3 separate regions of the Mus musculus genome follow, and regions 1 and 2 are each linked to region 3. The links are chromatin contacts, called in public promoter capture Hi-C maps. All regions are on one chromosome and are shown on one strand. The core of a region is the stretch at or near the end of the contact, and the rest is flanking DNA. Distances in the headings are between cores, read along the strand shown.

Region 1 (2,825 bases), core at 152-2,651, 860 kb before region 3:
TAGAGTATGCTAGCCTAGTATGCTCTGGGCCCTGGGTTCCATCATCAGCACCACACACACACATACCCATGCATGTGAAAGGGTTCAGAGTTGTTCAGTACTCTCCTCGCCCCCCAACTCCTCTTCAACAGCTTGATTGGGTAGGACTTGTATTTACCCACATTTTATAAAAGAATAAACTGTAGTGTTAGATTATACTAGTTATACTGAGGTTTGTGTCTGTGTTACTAGGGCTAAGGCCACCACTGTGCACTTGGAGGCTCACGGCCAGATGAAGGTATTTGGGCCTCATCTGCCCTGCTTTGTGCTCCTGATATTTCTCCTGGATGGCAGAGGAGTCAAGGAGTAGCTGCTACTTGCACACATGTTTGATTTAGTGGGCAGGAAAACTAAGGTTTTCCATGCTGCTGGTCACGGTTTTATTTTTGGCTTGTCTTTGTTTTGCTTTGTTGAGAGAGAGTCCCATGTAGTCTAGACCAACCTTGAGCTCATTGTGTATCTGAGCCTAATCATGAACTTCTGATCTTCCTGCCTCAGCCTCTCGGATGCTGGGATTATGGGTATATGTCACAGTGGCTGGCTTATTTACATTTTTATTTTATTTTGGCTTTTCTGAGACAAGCCTTGCTATATAGTCCTGACTTGTCTGAAACTCAATCTGTACACTAGCCTGGCCTGGAACGTCTGAATATGCTCTTGCCTTTGCCTCCGGAGATCACAAATGTGTGCCACGGTGCCTGGCTTTTGTTTGTACTTTCATTTTTTCATTATTTTTATTCTCTCTTCTCTCACTCTCTCTGTATGTGTTCACATTTATGTGGTGCATATGCAGGTAAAGATACATGTATGCAGAAAACCCCTGTCTTGAAAAAAAACCAAGATACATGTGTGTACATTCTGGTAGAGACTCACAAGATGTATCTTCCTCAATTATTCTCTACCCTAGTATTGAGGCAGAGCCTCTTGCTTGAACCCAGAGTTCACCAATTTGGCTAGTTAAGTTGTTCTGGAGAGTCCCTGTCTCTGCCTCTGGAGAGCTAGGGCTATAGGTAGGCTGCTATACCCACTTGGCTTTTATGTGGTTATTGGGTCTGAACTTGGATCTTCATCCTTGTGCAGCAAGTGCTAAGCCATCTCCCCAGCCCATTGTTTGCATCATTAACACTAAGAACTTAGTGTTTCTTATGGTCCTGAGGGTCAGAAGGTGAATGTTATTAGGAGTTGGTTTCTTTGGGATTAAAAATCTTTTCGGAATATTTAATGTTTTGCTTGGAAAAATGCCAGGGGCAACCTATTTCTATACAGCAGAGGAGAGCCATTTACTGATGTCAGGCCACTTCATGAGAAGGGCTGATGTCAGCTGTTAGGACTATAAGGTTGGTACAAAACCAGGAAATCTGGCCTCTGGTTTGGACTCTGCTTTTGGCTACGGAATTCAAGCCAGGTGACCCTCTGAACTTTGGGTTTGATCCTGCACAAAATGAGGAATGACCTGAAATGAAGGTCATTTATCTCAGATAATGTATTTCAGTTATGCAAACCGAGACCAAGCAACCAGAAATTCAGGTAGCTTGTATGGCCTGAAATATTTTTTTATTCCCTGGTGATCTGGCCAGGACTGCTGGCCTCCTTCAGGGAGAGGCTAGCAGAGTGGGTTTGGAATACTCATGTCTGCAACCACGGTGGGTTCGGAGCTTTTCCCTCTTGTTACAATTCTGAGAGGATCTACAGCTGGCTTCCTGTGTGCTGCAGAGAATCACTGCTGTTCTGCTGCTCCTTAGGGGTCAGAACAAAGTTGCCTGTGGTCTGGCTTCATTTATTTACTGCATCCCCATAGTAGTGCCTATAGCCTTGAAGGACAATGAGATATACAACTCATAGAAGATGATAGTTTCCAGGCTGCTTCATGCTGGCAGCCTGGTCTTAATGTGAGATCAAGGATCACAATGGGCAGCCCCTAAGCTGGGATATGTTCCAGCCCCAAAGAGCAAAAAAGCCAGCCCCCGCTTCCTGGCGTTATTGCCAGATTACCCACCTAGGTCTTAGATGTTTGGTAGGATCGTGGCTCACCACCTGTAGCCCAGTGATGAGAATGGAATGTAACTCGGGTTACCAGGCAAGACTACTCACCTAGAAGCTTGTTTTTACCTCTCCTTAGATCCAGAAGTGGGGCAACATTGAGTGGGCCCACGACTATGAGCTCCAGGAGCTGCGGGCTCGCACTGCTGCTGGCACCCTTTTTGTCCACCTCTGCTCAGAAAGCTCTACAGTCAAGCACAAGCTCCTTCAAGAGTGAGGCCCGGGGTGCACACGCTGTCTGGAAGGAATTGCACAGACACAGGCTCCCTGATGTGGGCCTCCTTGGCTGTTGGACCTCTGGATCCTGTGATACTCTGTTGGCCGGTACCTACTGGGCTCCCTCAGCCCTATACCTGTGGGGCTCCCCAGCCTGTACCTGGGTCTTCCCTGACCTGTGTGGTTTGACCTTATAAAGAAGCATCCTGAGAAGCCCTGAAGACACAGTGTGCCTGACTTGAGGTCAGATAGCTTCCGATGCAGGCGCCCTTGGTCTGACCAGAAGTGAGGGAGGAAGACAAGTGGTATAGGGACTTTCTCTTGACCCTGATTTTATTAAATATTTTTTCATTCTGGAAATATATCAAGCCTCATTTTTATTTGAGCCTTGGCATTTCTCCATTCTTTTTGTTTTATCTGAGCTCTGTCACCATTATTACATCTGCTACTAATGGCTAGGAACCTCATGGGGAGGGCAGGAAAAGCACATCGCCACATGCAAGCCTTTTCCTGAAGGCCTTCCACACCCC
Region 2 (2,700 bases), core at 131-2,630, 550 kb before region 3:
TGCTCAGGGGTGTCCTGCTACAATAGACAGATGAGAACAGGCATGTCTCTAGCTTTATAGATAGGCCACATAAGGGTCAGACCTAGAAGGCAAGCTCCCAAAGGCCCTTCCCTGCAGAGGGAATCCTTAGAGCCACAGCAGTTCCTGGATTCCAATGTGTCCGGGCAAGTGCTCACCTTGTGACTTCCTGCAAGTTGCCACCTGTGTCAACTTCTGTACCAACTAATTTTGGGAAATGTCCTGACGTGTCAGAGGTAGCCCTTCCCAAGAGCTCTGTTTCCCAGCTCTTGGGATGGAGCTGCTACAGGCTTTCCTGAGTCAGTACTTGTGACATGCTCAGGATTTACACAGTAAGGGACAGCATAGTCCCCATGTCTCAAAGGTGACGGTGTTCAGCACAGAGGAGCCACACCACACTGTTTCTAAGTGGCCACTGATTCTCAAGACTTCCCAGAGGTCCTAGCTGGAACTCCTTACATTTGGACTTCCCAATTATTCAATCTTGCTTTGTGTGGCCCTGAGCCAATGACTTGTGAGCCTGGGGATGTGAGGACTACACAGGGCAGGCAAGCTGGTCCAAACACAGACAACAGCCAGAAAAAAAGATGCATGGGGCCAGAGGCCTGGATCCAACTGTGCCTGAAGCTAGTAACTTCCTTCGCTTGTGTGTGTATGGGTACACATAGATACACACAGACAGAGACACAGACAGAGACAGACACACACATTCACACGTGCACACTAGTTGCAACTCAAAGAATATTTTTAAATTAAATTAAATTTTTTTGCAAAGTCAGCCGAGCCAGCAGTCTCCTCATCTTTGGTCTTTCCCACAGCAGCTCCGACAGCCTTCCCTCGCTCGGACGCTCAGGATGGGGAGCTTACAGGGCAGAGCTACCCTACCCTGGCTACTCTTGGTTGAATGGGGTACACAGAGTGATGGCGTGGAAGGAAGGCAGCGTGACCCTGGATGAGACATCCAGGTTCCTATGCGGGGCAGATAATGGGAAGAGGACTCTCCATGGCCCAACAGACCACTGGCAACCCACTGTGTCACCCCAAGCAAGGCTTCATCATCAGTCTCACCATCTGGAAACGTGGTTCTCCACAGTACTCATCTGGCAAGGACGCCATCAGGATGACACTGCAAGATGTGTAACAGTCTGCACACCCAGCACATACACAAAAATAGGGACTGCCAAGTGAGAGCAGAGAGAGATGCCCTGTGGCCTTGGGGACTGCCCTAGGGACTATTCTTCCTTACCATCAGCTGCAATGACACACTACCTGGCTCCCTTGTTTCCATGTGGCCAGCAGTGTTCATAGCCAAGATGTGGAGCTGTCTGTTGTCATAGCAACCCAGGCCTATGGTGTCCTGTCCCCGTTAGTACCAGAGCTTGCCACTTGGGGTGTCAGCCTGCAGGTTTGTGAGTGGATATGGGTGTGCGAGAGGGATTCCTGAGGGCACCAGCCATGTGCCTGAGCACGAACAGGATTTCTTTTCAATTAAAAAAAAAAAAAAAAAAGAATTCTGCCCAGGCAAGGCTGGAACCTGTGCTGTGGGCCTCTCGCCATGGGTGTGGTGTCTGAAGCGCTTGTGTGGTCTGCATGTCCATGGGGCTCTTGTGTGATGTGGTCTTGGGATGCTGGCCCCAAGACGGGGTGGGTAGGAGGAGCTGGGGCAGAGAGTATGGTTTCTGCTGTCTGCTGCTCTGACCGTGTGGTCCTGGAAAGGGAGGCAGTCACTGGACCTTTCTGAGCCTCAGCTTCCGGCCGTGTAAACAACAGCAGGCTGTGAGGGCAAGCACACCTCATATTAGTCCACAGTTACTCCTTTGACACTGGGTAACTTTGGTTCCTGAGGTTCGACTATGTTTCGGTTCACCCCTCCTTTGAAGATCCTCAGGCTGGAAGGAGACAGCAACGCACAACTGTGTAAACAGAGTCCAAGAGACACGGGGCAGATGTCCCATGAAAGAGCACAGTGATGGTCGAAGGGCTGAGGTGCGCATGCGCTGAGGTGCACACGCTAAGCACAGCCAGAGCAAAGGCCCTGTGGTGGTCTAAGGCTGGACAATGAAATGATGTGCGTGGTGGGCGTGGCTGCAGCAGTTTGTGGCGCAGAAGGAAGGCACATGGGTGCAAGGACCTACGTATAGCTGACCCAAAAACTGAATGGCAGCGCTGGGCCTGTGGGGAAGGATAGGGTGAGGAAAAGGATATGGCTGCCTTTGGGGTGCAAATGGGGGAAGTAATCTGGATATGGAAGGATGGTGTGTTGCATGGCCGAATGGCTCTGGTTTCCTCATTCCCAACCACCATCTTCTGCCTCTAACTAAGTTGGGATCTGCGACACAGAGATGAACAGCCAGCCCTGTGTGGGTTGTGGTCATATTCAGAGTAGTTGGTGAAGGGGGAGGGAACAGAGTGGGGGGGATGGATGGGGCGGGGACCATGAAGGAAAGGGCACAACTAGCTGGAGGGGATGTTTGGGTGGTGTTGGAGCTGAGGAGAGAAGGCAGTCTCTGGAGCATAGAGAGACAAGGACAGGAAGCAGACAGTGGGAGGGACCAGGGCCCAGAGCTGTCCACAGGGGCGTGGAAAGGAGTTTAAGAACTGTAAAAGGCCTTGACAGCTGAACACATTGGGATGGCCTGCGGTGACGATTCTGGAATTTTGGTTTCTTTTCAAAGCACAAAA
Region 3 (2,700 bases), core at 101-2,600:
CCTGCGAGTGAGTGAAGACTGAGACCGGAGTTTTTACAGAATTAAGAAAACCACACTGCTCCCCTCCCTCTGACCCTCACCCTCCCGTACCCCTGCAGGAGAGAAGGAAAACCCATGGTCAGAGAAAAGAGGATTCTGTGTTTGGAGCCAGCCTGGGATACTTGAGACTCGAACTCAAAACCAGAGAACTGAAGATGTTGAATAGACATAGTTATCCATAGCAAATGGATATGCACAGATGAGACAAGCACAATGTAATAGACACACATGAATATTCAACATTAACCTTTTTTAAGAAGGAAATTCTGATGTACCTGAACACATTATGCTAAGTGAAGTAAGCCAGCCAAAAGAAACAAGCCCTCCATGAATCTACCTGCACGAGGAATCCATAGAGGTAAAGTTCACAGGGACAGAAAACAGCGGTGGTTGCTAGGAGATGGGGTTAGGTAATGGGGACTTATCATCTAGTGTGTTGGGAGCTTCAGTTGTGCAAGATGAGAAGTTGGTTGCACAACCATATGTTTTCTTGTTGCTAAGCCATATATGTAAAATTACTAAAATTCCACCTTTTATGTCACGTGTACCTTACTGTAAGAAACAAACAAACAAACAAACAAAACCAAAAACCCTTCTGTTTACTCACTCCACTCTGGCTGGTCCTTCTTAGCTTTTTCCCAGAGGTCTCGCCTGTTGATCGCAGCAAAGATCCACACAGCCATGGCCCAGGCCTTCTCCTCGCCATTGAAGTCAATCATGAGTGTGGCTAGATCCAAGTGATCTGCCTTCTCCATCTGGCCCCTGGGGACTGGGATACAGCCTTTCTCGGGCGGGTAATCTTCCAAATGCATTTTGAATTTCTTGAGGTCCACATCTTCAAGGTCCTCTAGATACTGAGCCAGCTTGCAACGGACACTCGTCATCTTCAGCAGCAGCCCTTTCGAGGGTCTCGGGGCTTAGGTCCACACTGGCAGTGCAGGAATGAAAACCCCATGGGAGTAAAGAAGAATGGTATTAAAAGTCTCCACTTCCAGAAAACGAAGTTATCAGAAACACAGGAAACTAGATGCTAATATTGAAACCTCTAAGGGTACCCCATAGATTGGTACAGGTTTTTAATGAATCACCATCTCTGACTTAGTAAGAACTGAGTAAGCCAAATGTTTACCAGAAAGTTCTCTTAGCTTGATCCAGACGTATGTCCTGAGCCATGGAAGAAAAGTTCCTCTGTAGAGATAAAAATAAGAAAGCCATTAACACAATCAGATGTGGTATACAGAGAACACGCATATACAAAGTCACCAGGACTCGTGTCTGACCAGAACCCATGGTGACGAGGCTAGGACCTGGGCACAGCCTTCACTGTTTCTCAACCTCAGCTTCCTCCTTCAGACACTGAGAAAGCAGAAGAGATTGCTTCCCGATTTCTTTTAATGGAAAGCCCTGGTTTCTTGCTTTTATTTTCAAAGGAAGGAGGAAGCCAGGAGAAAATAAGCTATAATAACCCCAGAGCACCAAGGTGAGGACTCACAGCCCAGACGGGCTGACAGCTAACCCTTCAGTGTTCCTCTATTTCCCACTGACAGACAGAACCCGATCAGGTGGAATTGTGTGCATATAAAGAGGAAGACTACATGCGTACATCGCTTTAACGGCTCTTTAACATCTCACATCTATAACGAGCATCGTGATTCACATTTAGTCAGAACTCTGGGCCTAGATGCTGCCCTGATTCTTTTTACTCTTCTCATCTAGTTTCTCCACTGAGGTGTGTAGGTTCCTTCTGCTGAGTGGTAGAGACACTAAGTGGCTTTCTCAGACTGAAGCCATAGATGGTAGAGGAAAGTGCCTGAAAGGTGGTGATGGCCTCCGAATTGATATTCATGTGACAGCAAGATGACATTGAAGGTGCCCCAAGCTCGATGTACCTGTCTCGTGTCCACTCTTGCATCTCCTCTCCCTGTCTCCTGCCGCACCTCACATCTTTCTGTCATCTCTAGTGTTCTTGCTGACTGCTGCCCCAGCTCCACAGATCCTCCTAGACTTTTGACCCCTCAGTTCCTAGTCTTTCCCAGGAGTTCTCAGCCCTCTGCCCCCTGCTGCTAAGACCTGCCACAACAGATTTGCTCTTTACATTAGCTGCCCCCTGGGCTTCCAGCACATTCCCCCCCTCACAGGCAGTCCACCCTCTGCCACCCTGAGTAGATGCTGTTTAAGTCCTAGGGAGCTATAATTGCTTCTTCTGTGAGCGCTCACGCGCACACACACCTCCCTAACATGCATGAACCACGTAACAGCAAACAGAACATCCCAGAAATACCTTAATGTTAGATGAGTCTAAAAGAAATTCCTTGTCTATTGACTAAGATAAATCATGCCATTAAAAATACCCTGGACCTTTTATCCACTCTGCTCCATGACATTGTACTCACCCAGATAGCAGCCTTGGGTACAAATAAAGGGGAAATGAGATAAATATATAGGGGTCACTGTGACACTGGAGACAGGAAGGATGTGGCTTCAAGACGTGAACAAGCTTGCATCACTGTCAAAGACGGATTGGCAGTTACTCATCTGGATGGATTTTCCAAACCCAAGCAATAGAGTTCTGAGTGTAAGCCTAAGCTGCAGACCAGAATTCCCGGGGGTTCCCTGCAGAAGCCTTTAGAAACAATGGGAAAAAGTGAAACCTCAGGGCTC

The links. Promoter capture Hi-C pulls out the DNA fragments that hold promoters and counts their contacts.
Region 1: a contact with region 3 is called in a promoter capture Hi-C map of liver, with 2.5 times the contacts expected there. The contact joins the enhancer-like site here to the promoter of Nlrp3 in region 3. A contact is called at or near these places in 3 of 39 promoter capture datasets (liver and pre-B cells), 1 of 484 Hi-C or Micro-C datasets (the G1E-ER4 cell line) and 1 of 9 other capture datasets (liver).
Region 2: a promoter capture Hi-C map of the HPC-7 cell line shows a contact between it and region 3, with 5 times the contacts expected there. The contact joins the enhancer-like site here to the promoter of Nlrp3 in region 3. A contact is called at or near these places in 8 of 39 promoter capture datasets (the 3T3-L1 cell line, the C10 cell line, the HPC-7 cell line and 3 more), 2 of 484 Hi-C or Micro-C datasets (the N1E-115 cell line and embryonic stem cells) and 1 of 115 datasets of contacts at active chromatin or transcription factors (bone marrow-derived dendritic cells).

Annotation. Positions count from the first base shown.
Region 1 is chr11:60,400,872-60,403,696 of GRCm38.p6, reverse strand. It overlaps Atpaf2 (ATP synthase mitochondrial F1 complex assembly factor 2), which reads left to right. Exons shown (of 8, transcript NM_145427.3): 8 at 2,159-2,825. The coding sequence ends at 2,296. Among named protein-coding and RNA genes, the nearest start is that of Atpaf2, 15 kb to the left of the region's middle. Within about 2 kb of position 1,401, at least 4 of the 459 cell types and tissues checked have an H3K27ac peak or open chromatin away from gene starts, as enhancers often do. A contact at or near this core is called in liver, where this site is marked.
Region 2 is chr11:60,087,826-60,090,525 of GRCm38.p6, reverse strand. No RefSeq gene overlaps it. Among named protein-coding and RNA genes, the nearest start is that of Rai1, 16 kb to the left of the region's middle. Within about 2 kb of position 1,380, at least 48 of the 459 cell types and tissues checked have an H3K27ac peak or open chromatin away from gene starts, as enhancers often do. A contact at or near this core is called in the HPC-7 cell line, where this site is marked.
Region 3 is chr11:59,541,336-59,544,035 of GRCm38.p6, reverse strand. It overlaps Nlrp3 (NLR family, pyrin domain containing 3), which reads right to left and starts at 1,350. Exons shown (of 10, transcript NM_145827.4): 1 at 1,169-1,350; 2 at 647-967. The coding sequence starts at 923.